Linked DNA regions of Dromaius novaehollandiae: region 2 is linked to region 1. A link is a contact called in public Hi-C data. All regions are on one chromosome and are shown on one strand. The core of a region is the stretch at or near the end of the contact, and the rest is flanking DNA. Distances in the headings are between cores, read along the strand shown.

Region 1 (5,218 bases), core at 1,813-4,312:
GCTGGGGTTACTGTGGGAAAGAAGGAAGGAGATGGTGATTACTGGCCCATGATTCAGCCACGATTATGATTAAAGCTAAAATTTACTAGCAGAGCAGAGACCAATGAGTAACATCCATCACTAGTCCCTGGAAGGTGCATAGTGCTAGGGTAAGAGCTTCTGCCAGCAGGGCCGAGTGACTCATGCAAGGTTTGGGAAGGCTGCACCTAGCAGGGGATGGTTAATCTTCAAGTTAGGGTTTCAGAAGAATCATGCGCAAAAAGAGTTTTGCTGATTGCTGAGTTTTGCAAAGCCCCCAGGCCTTGTGCCAGGAACACCCAATGGCCTATAGTTAACTGGAGTACAAGTAGGGATCCATGGTTAATGTTTCAGCTGGAGGGAGGGACAGGATTATTAGTAAGATTCACACTGCCAATAAATGAAGATCGTGGTTTATTTATGGATTTTCCAAAGCCACAAGTTTTGGGAGAGAGAATGGCATAGGCATAGGGGGATTGCTTATGACAAGCTAGGAGAAATGGAGGCCGCTAGTCTGTAGTTATTCCAGGACTGGAATTATGGCTTCTAGGTGGAAAGGACTGAAAATTTCTGTTTCTTGCAGTTCTCAAGCCAAGTTCATCCTAAAATCAAGTTCTGATTAAAGCTAGGGTTAGAAATGGCATTACGTTTGGAATATGGGATAAGAAGCTGGGGCCAGGGGTGGGGGTTTGTAGCCAGTAGAGATGCCCAGGATTATAAAGGGGAATTAACACTAGAAGTTGAAAATGGCTTTGCATTATTTATTGGTCCCACAGGGACCATTTTAGGTACTTGAATTCACTTGTAGATCTTTGGGTTTCAGCAATGTTTTTTTCTAAAATGGGAATGGACACGCTCCCTTCCCCAGGGGAGAGTGGAACCAGTTGAAATCATGCAGAGGTATGAGGTACGGCTACAGTGGCGAATTCTGGGTACAGGAGCTTGAAGAAGGCTCAGATTACAGAGGACTAGGTAACGTGCCAGGATTTCAGCAGGGAGGTAACCTCTGCGGCAGGCACCCAGGGATATAGGCAGGCTGGTTCAAGTGGGAAGCAGTGCAGTATGGGATCGAAGCTGAAGCGCTGAGAGTGATATAATTGACTTGAAAGAGGGATGCAGCTGCATAAACTTCACATTCAAGCTCACTCTAGAGAAGGAGCTAACTCACATGATTCAAGGGTGATAAAGGAGCCCTTCTGCCTTTGGAGGCACAAAGGAATTCATGCTGAGATCCAAGAAGCAGTTTTCCCACGCACGTGGGTGCTCATTCCCATTTTTGCCCATCCGCCAGTGCGTACTTGCATGCCCCGTGGAAAGGCGTAACGAAATTACAATGTCAACAGTCATGAGAGCATTTGACCTGTTTTTTTTTTTTTACCTTTGTGCTAACCCACAGAGTGCTAAGCCGGCTGGGCCGTGTGAGCTGTCTCTTCGAGAGACCTGCAACCATAACTGTTCGTCTTGGGTCAGCCAGCTCAGGGCCAGTCTTCCTGCAGTTCTGTGTTAAATACACAAAATAGAGCTATACAGGACAAGTGTAAATATCCTACAGAGATACTAAAACAAGGCTTATATCCTCATCTGGTGTAAAGTACCGTATTACTGAATACAGAAATCTATACTTTCTACGGATACAAAGTGCCAGGTAAAGCACAGAGCAGAAGCACAACAGAAAAGCAAGTAGAAATACAAACTTCAAATACAGTGATTGGTGTGGAAATACAAAAAGGGCAGAAACTCTGCCACAGGTAACACAAAGGCAATATTTGACCACGATTCCTTATATGCAACTTTTGGAACAGCATTTTGAATTACCCCACCTGGCCGTGTCAATGGGTTGTGCTCCACTGCTCAGTGAAACATGCTGGCAGTGTAAGAACATGTTCAGACATAAAAATGCAAATCAACTTACCTAATTAAATTCTACATAGAGCAGTGGATCAAATTGCTTTATAACTGTTACCTTTTTTTTTAATTAACCATTTGCAGAGAGTAAGACAAATTCTTCCAGATTTGAGATTACACCAGGCTCTCTGTTAACTCTGTTCTGAGAAAGAATATCAGCACTGTGCCCCATAATAAAGAGCTGGTCCTTAAATGGGAGCTTATTTCATCAGAATGCTTTGTCTATTAAAATTATACAAAATGTTTCAATATTATTTCTTTGAAATTTATCTGTGAAAACTGGTATTCTCACAATGCTTTGCTCTTTTTTTGTATTATTACCCTTTTTCTCAGTGAACATATCTGCTTACGGATGACATGATGAATTATTATTTCAACAAAATTCTGAATTTCCTGATTTTATCTCTGGCAGAAACTCATTGTTTTCACACTAGTAACAAATAAAAAGAGAGTCTGAGTGTCTTTCACGGGAAAAATGAATTTCTTGTCTACTTTTTTTCTTTTCTTAGTAAGGGAACTATTGTCTGAATCTCTGTGAGCCCCTATATTGCATGGTGGGACTTGGACTTGCCAGTGTGCATCTTCCAAGTTGAGGGAGCTCTTGCTGTTGCTTCCCCTATCACCAGTGCTCAGAGCCCAGAGTTTAAATGCATTCATGAATTTAAATACACTCATTTTAAATACAGTCTTTGCAGGAATGGCTGAAAAAATGACATGGTGAGATTTACAAGTTTTCAAAGTTAAATCTTTAATGTGCTGCCTAACCTACTCCCTTCACAAGCATATTTGCATGCAAGAACAAGCAGTGTTTCCATTAGTGCACACAGGCAGGGTTCACGGGATTTGCACATATAGGCAACAAATGTAAACTACTTTGCAAGTCTGTGCTGGATCCTAATACTGAATTATTGCCCAAGTTAGTTCTAAATGTATACCTTTGATGCACGTAGCCAAACCAAGTCTGTTTTTCTTGCAGAATATATTGTGGTAGGAACTCCCACAAAAGTCAAGGGCAGAGAAGTTCCCCAGGGCACCTTTGAAAGACTTCCCCACAGACGGTTGTCTTCAGAGGCCGTCAGAGTTCAGACATTCCTAAGTTGCAGCTCATTTTTGAAGTTCTCCAGGAAGCTTTGCTGCAGTGTGGCCTCAGGGCACTTCTGCTATTTGCTTTTGTTTCATTTGACCAAAAAAATAAACCAGAAGGGGCACCATGAAACCAAAATAATCTACTTATCAGCAACCACAAGAGGGTGCAGTTGCATCTTATTAAATCCAGAGCCAACAGCAAACAAGAAATTGATTGCAGCAATAGCTGCCTGCAGAAACGTCTAACAAAACAATTACAGGAAAAATTTAATCCAGAGCAGTAAAATGGGAGAAAAAATATATTGAAACACTCTGAATGCATTAATAAACAAAACTGTTTCTCAGTTGACATTGGCTAAAAAAAACTAATGCACTTAAAATTCCTTTCAAACCGTAGCAGGATCCATTTGTAATTTGTTTTCTCTGAGCGCATGAAGAGCCCCAAGTGCTCCAAAGGGAAGCAATGGGCTATGAAATTCATTCTGCTGTTTTACTTTGGCTTCTCAGACATTCTCAGAAACAGCATGAAGCAAGCCAAGCATTTTCTGCTTTACCAGCATACGTCTGCAATGACGTTCTGGGCTTCAATAGTTAACTGTGAATTTATATGGGTGTGATGAAGCTCAGAATTGTTAGTGATTATTTCACATCTGTCTGACTAACACAGGTCATTTACATGATTATAGCTCTTATTAAGAAAGTCCCTAATAGACCCACTTTGGGGACAACCAACCCATCTTGAAAATTGTACACAAAGAACAAAAAAATGATAGGTGCCTGCAAGGACTAGAGAAATGATCATGTAATACAGCCGACCAAATGATCTGCGTACCAACAGGCAGTCACACTCAGATACCAGGCACAGTTCTGATGTGGTTCATTTCTGCACTCTTCATGGTCTGGTGTCACTGGCTATACTTGTCACTCCCTGAAGCCCATGTCACCCAAAGCAGTGGCTCTCCCTCTCTCAAGTCACTTCTGATCAATATGGATACTTTAATACAAGTTCGTGGGCTCAACCGTGGTGTAGCTGCGGGAAATCTGAGAGGCGGTGATATTCAGAGTGCTTGACTAGCTGATCTGTTAGTCACACCTACTCTCAAATGCAAGGAATTACGTGTTTATTATACTCAGCAAAGCACTTGATTAACTTGGGGAATGGGAAACACAGGCTCTGTCCTGTGTCCACTGTTGTCAGGATGAAGCTTGCCCTGATACAAAAGAAGCAGGACAAACTTTGTCATGTTTAAACCAACAGTTGCCCTGAAATATAGACACTGAGACAGCCATCAATTATAGAAAGTCTATAGAAAGCCTTCTCTTCTACTTTGCAGCCTCTTTGTGTAGTCAGTGACTCGAGGCCTCTTTTACAAAGCCAGGGAGTACAAAATGGCCTGGCAAGATATCTTAACTACCAATATCCTAAAGCTCTGACCAAAGTACATCATCCCATACCTCTCCCAAAAGTACTTACAGTTGTTGTTAAAACTGTTTCTGTGCCTTCTGTTAGAACTGAATTTAGCAGTATGTTTCTGAATAACAAATAAAACCGAATTTTGCTGTATGTTTCTAAAGCTAAAAGTAAACAAAGCTTTTGCTTTGTAGCCAGGGATCTTTTTTTCCAAAAGCAGAGTTCAGAGTTTTTAAAAAATGCCCAGCCCTAGCAAAACAGTTGTGAAATCTCATATGTGATTTTTCACCTCAAAGGCCTAGGTCTTCCACATTAGTTCTTTTTACATTTTTTAAACAAACATAGCTTTTGAGTGCCTCTGTGAAACATCATATTTTAAATGTGTTGAAACACACTAAGTCATACCACATGAATTTCATCACGTTACATTCAATGTGTATGAAATATATTTACCTTTATACTTAGAGTAAAACAGGGAGGTGATATACAATTCTTACTGCTAGGTTGGAGCAACCATAATATTCTCTAGGGAGAACATTTTCAAATGTGCTCGGTTTTGGCTTGACTCCTTTTCCTTATTACTGCTCCAGAATTTTCTGTCCATGTTTTTTAATACAAAAGCGGTTTCTGTAATATTGACTTTTTCCACAGGAAAAAGTTGGTTATGCCAAAACAATGTGATGTCCCTTTGGGAAAATAAAAGCGAATTGAGAATGTTTTGAACTGTCAAAAAGAATCTAAGTGTTTTGCTTCAGGATGGTTTGTCATTACTGGCCATGAGTTTGTCATGGTCTGGGT
Region 2 (5,218 bases), core at 1,602-4,101, 110 kb after region 1:
AGTAATTGTTAGGCTCTTCCCTCTTTTTTTTTTTTTTTTTTTTGAAATATACCCTATGCTCTACTTCTCAGGATCACTGGAACACATTGCATTGCAGTAAGACATTAGCAATTCCCTTGATCCCCTGTACTTTTTCTGCAGCACTTGATAATTTGTGCGTTTTGATCTTTTTTCAGAAGGTCTGAAGTTTGTAAAGTAAGCTGGAAAGTGTTCTGTGGCCTGTGGTGCAAAGGGCATGTGGAGCTGAGCAGCTGGACCTTCTGCACTAAACACTTTCTATACAGTTACTTGCAGTTGCCTGAGTCTGAATTCAGTGAAGCAGGTGAGAAATGAGTAAAATGTGCTGCTTCATTCAGCATAGTGCTGTCACAGCAGCTCTGGCTTGTGGATGTCACAAACTGAAGTTCTCTCTCCAGAGTAAGGTTCAAATCCACATGCAGAATTTAATGGCTCCTTTTACTGCAGATCTTCGTTATTTCTACTTGGTGGTCACCATCAGCTTGACTATGTCTAGGCTTTTCCTGGTTACTTCACAATTGCAGGATAAAATGGGAAAGCTCAGATCAAGGAGGATGATGTCAGATAACATGTTCTACCTCCCAGCTGGGAGGAGCTGAGGGAACATAAATGTTAACCCAGGGTAACTCAACTGTGTTTTGTCAAGCGCTCGCTGTCTAGTTGTATTTGTTTAGACATTAGACCACAGGGAGAAATTGTCAGCACGTGTCTTGGTTAGAAAGTTATGTTTTCGAGCAAAGATGGAAACTCTTCATCTCTAGCTTTTGAAAGAACAGTGTGCAATTTGGAAAAGGTAACCATGGAGTAAGCAGTGCTGCTGTTCAGTGCCTCAGTATGCCTCAAGGTTCTTTGCAAACACATGCTCTTTCTTAAGAAACTGACAAATATTAACTAATAGTTTAACTTCTGAAATGTAAACATCCAGGTTCCTGATAGGCCAGATAGGATGGCTGTTGGCTCAACTTCTGCTTCTAGGACACAGAGACTGAGAAGATGCACAGAGCTGCTGCAGGAGGTTTCTATGCTAGTTACAGAAAAGGGCAGAAGCAAAGAAAGATTTCGTGTAACTCCTGACTTTGCTATACAACCACCTAAAGAGATGTATGTTGCTCAGAGTGTACATGCAATGTTTTACATTTTTGCTGAAAAGGGGAGACTCCAAGAGTTTTCTTCTAGATTGCTTATCGGCCTAAGCACAACGGTGTTTAATTTTGTATTAAAAATAGTCACAACTTAATAAAAGAAACTCAGATGCACTTCAGTTACCTTTTTTTCTTCACTGCTCTTCTTCAAGGTTTTCATCAGATCTACATGTTTATCTTCATTTCTTTCCATCATAATTTTCATCTGCTTAATACCAGTCAAAGCTTTCTTTACCTCTTCGTCTACATATTTCTCTCCAACTTCAGATAGTACTGAAAAAAGCCAAATTACAAAGTGACTTAATCAGACTTTGAAAGTGGCACAAATTGTCATGCACTGATAACAAAGGAAAATGAAACAGCTGTGTTTTCCTACAGTTACAGAGCAATATCTTGAGACAGTGAATGTTGTAACATGGAGCCAAGACAATTTCTATCAGATAAGAATCTGGTCCAGAGCCTTCACCAGTGATCAGCTGTGCATACTAACCCTCAACTGCCCTGCTTCAGATTACAGGATCACAGAACAGTTGAAGTTGGAAAGGACCCCTGCAGACCATCTTGTCCAACCTCTCTGCTCAATGCAGGGTCAACTAGAGCAGGTTGCTCAGGACCTCATCTGGTTGGGTTTCGAATATCTCCGAGGGTTACTCTTCAGCTTCCTAATGACATATCTTATATATTGATCTTCAATCTGAAAGCAAACTATGTCAGTTTCCCTTAATGCTTTGAGAATACAGGAGCCTTCAGCTTTCTTTCATAAAAATGTAATTTCTAGACTTCCTATGTGGCAATGACCATAGATTTTTGGTGAAAAGCTAAGTTCAGCCACGCTTTGCACTTTGTAGCTCTGCATATCCTTTATCTGCATTTATTTCCTGCACAGAAGTACCATGAATATCACTGGAACTGTACAAAAGAAGTGAAAAATACGTCACCACAAGATCTCCGAAAGCATTTCGTGTGTCATTCATTTCTCTACTCATATCTTTCTTCCTCTCCCGTAACTTTTTGTTTGCCACAGAAATACTATAAAGTAGACCGAAGCAAAAGAGTATTTCATGCTGATCCTCTTGGGATACCTACTACAAAATAAAGCCATGCTCAAAGGTGAGTAAACGCAAAATAGCTGCTTTCTCTAACTTGAGTCATTTTATTTCAATTATTTGTAATAACCACCTTTTCCAGCTAAGCATACAATTCTAAAATAAGCATTTGTAAAAGTTACTTAAATGAGCAAAAGAACTCAAAATCTGTTGGATTATATTTTGTTTTCAGTTTATACTCTACAACCTATGAAGGACCAAATGATATATGAAAATGCTGTAAATACTTTTTTGTAGAGGGAAGCTTATCTGTTAATCCTTTGACATTCTTGTCTTGGTTTTTCTAATCTCCCTGTTGTGTGTGGATGCTTTGCTTCAGCAAAAATTGGCCATAGTTTCTAAGCTTCACACATCACACATGGCAGTAGATCCTCTTGGCTCCATTGAGGCACCTGTGTGGAACTCAGCACGCTGCAGCAAGCCTGACCACAGACCTGGGCCCAGGAGCTCCCAGCACCCCGCTGATAAGAAAAGCATACGTACTCTTCAGGTTTTCCCGGATATTCATTTCCTCCTGCTTTGTCGGTGCACACTGATGACCACTCAGCCATAGCATGTGTATTAGAAATAACCAACAGGACTTCATGTTCTCTCTGTTAAAAAAGTGGGTTGATGCAATTACATGTCAGCATTTTCATAATGAGTTTCAAATGCCTAGGTGTAATAGCTACTAAGTATAATACAGGTGTCATTGGTTTCAACTTTTATTATGGTTTCTGTGATCTATAATATGCACCTAAAAGCTACTGCTAGTGAAAACAAATGAAGAAGAAGCCTGACATAATTTCTAGTGTATCAGTTTGGACTAACTAGATAATTACCACTGTACTACACAGTGGTATAATAGAATCAAGATATATATCTATAAAACTGAGAGCTTTTGCAGCTTAATCTACTTCCTTTCTACCTTGTGAAATGCACATAAATACTGATCTCATACTAAATAACTTTCACTCTTTCTGATAGTTCATGATATAAATGTATACGTACTAGACATTATTGCCAAATTTACAAAAGAAAATTTCTAGAATGTAGTTCCTTTCTGTGTCTCCAAACATGTGACTCCCTTCATTGTTTTTCAGAACAATACTTAATATAGTAAAGACAACAATAGGTGTGCCAAGAAATTGGAAAATAAATCAATTTTATAAATATACACGTCAGCAATTGGAAGAAATTCCTACAAAATCAAGGAAATAAATGCCGTTTGCTTTATTTCCCTCTCAAGAGCAGTTAGATGAGAGAGCTTTGTATTTTAGAAATCACAGAACTGCGCTTTATAATTCTCATCTGATTAAGTGAACACAGTATTTACATTCCTATTCATTAGCTAGTATAGTCTTCTTGAAGACATAGTTATCAGTTGCAAATGTATATGCAAATTAAGAGCCTGGGTTTATTTGTAAACTGGATTTACTTCTAGATTTACTTGCACATTGTATATGTATAGCAAACGACTAATTAACTTCATCAAGAAATACAAACGAATTACCAAAGAAAAGTAAAAAACAACATATTTACCATTAATACTGAAACACCTCCTCTGTAAAATTGTTCCCAGCGTCAGGAAGGAATCAGACTGTGTTCTGATCTAATTGCTGTGAGTGTCAGGGATTTTACCATGTTCTACTTATCTGATGACAAGGTACTTAATCCTATTAACGGGACATTTTGCCATTAGGCTAGAGGATTTCTGAGTGTATGGGTCTTCATACTCATCCATATAAGCAAAACCACTAGGGGGAGTGTTGGACATTATTACATAATAGAATGTAATATAGATTTGGTTTTTTTCTGTAGTCAGAAGCTTTTTTTCTTAATAGCTCTTCAATCGTCTTGATTTTTACCTTAGGAGACATCTGCAGCTTATGTTCTTAGGGAAATTATTACAATTAGTTTGTCTAAAATTAGCTTCCAACATTTAATCTCTTCAGTGTAATTTTAATTTGCTATAAAAAACACTGGATTACATAACAACCTTCTTCATGTACCTTCTGAAGATACAGAAATCAAAAGAATTCAGCAACCCAGATACAGGCCTGGATCTGTATAGAGTCTGAAATGAGATAAGGAAATCTTGGTACTTTGTACATCATTAAACTTGTTAATGTTTTGGGGTTTTGCCCCCTTAATGATTCTCTTCAGTTAATCCATGTGTGTGCATGCAATATGTCTGGAATCTGAACGTGCATGGCATTTTAGATGCTGAAAAATGAAATATTTAAATAATAACAGTTGCCTGATGTAAAATATACACAGTATTGTTATTAGGCCATATCCCACCTTGTAATGTTCAGCAATAATACTCCCTTGAGGTCAAAGGGAAGATGTCTGTAGCTCCTGTTGTGTAACATTAATTTTAAAATATCCTAATTTTTTTTTTGTTTAACTCATAGTTCATAAGAACTGATTGATTATTGATGGTTAAAATCCAGAACGATTAATGTTGCTTAGGCAAGAGCTTTGGGGGGTTTGTTTTTAGACACATATCAGGAAGAGTTCAGAACCTGTAACTAATGGGAACTGCAAGCCCTCAACTCCTTTGAAAATCCAGTTTGACAGATACAAATTAAGATAGCTCCACTCTCATTTTCTGAAAATGATGGGGTTGAGGGGGAATATGTTTTTTGTTTTGATACATATGATTTGCTGGTTTACTGAAATCTTGCCAGCTTCTTGACCGAGATTTATTACTGCACAAAACCTTTCAAGTTCTCTTTTGTGAGAATACCAAGAAAGCCCTTGCAGACTTTGCAAGTCCATTGACCAGGAGTAGCCCCAACAGACCTATCTGTTAAGCAACTCTGGGGCTTTGGCTGAAATAAAAGGGGAAAGCTCTCTTGCTGACACTGCCTGGGCCTTATGCTTGGCTCAAGATAGACAGTAAATGGAAAATATATTTGTACAAAAGGAGAGAATCTGGAACAGATACTTCTGAAATGCATATGATTA

Evidence for each region. Hi-C and Micro-C count contacts between places; a contact is called where the count stands out from the background.
Region 2: a Hi-C map of ovary shows a contact between it and region 1, with 4 times the contacts expected there. The contact joins the promoter of CLUL1 here to the enhancer-like site in region 1. A contact is called at or near these places in 3 of 4 Hi-C or Micro-C datasets (brain, liver and ovary).

Annotation. Positions count from the first base shown.
Region 1 is chr2:118,391,154-118,396,371 of bDroNov1.hap1, forward strand. No RefSeq gene overlaps it. Among named protein-coding and RNA genes, the nearest start is that of YES1, 11 kb to the right of the region's middle. Within about 2 kb of position 3,063, at least 1 of the 2 cell types and tissues checked has open chromatin away from gene starts, as enhancers often do.
Region 2 is chr2:118,498,523-118,503,740 of bDroNov1.hap1, forward strand. CLUL1 (clusterin like 1) reads right to left here and starts at 2,852. Exons shown (of 7, transcript XM_026122830.2): 1 at 2,750-2,852; 2 at 1,285-1,433. The coding sequence starts at 2,852.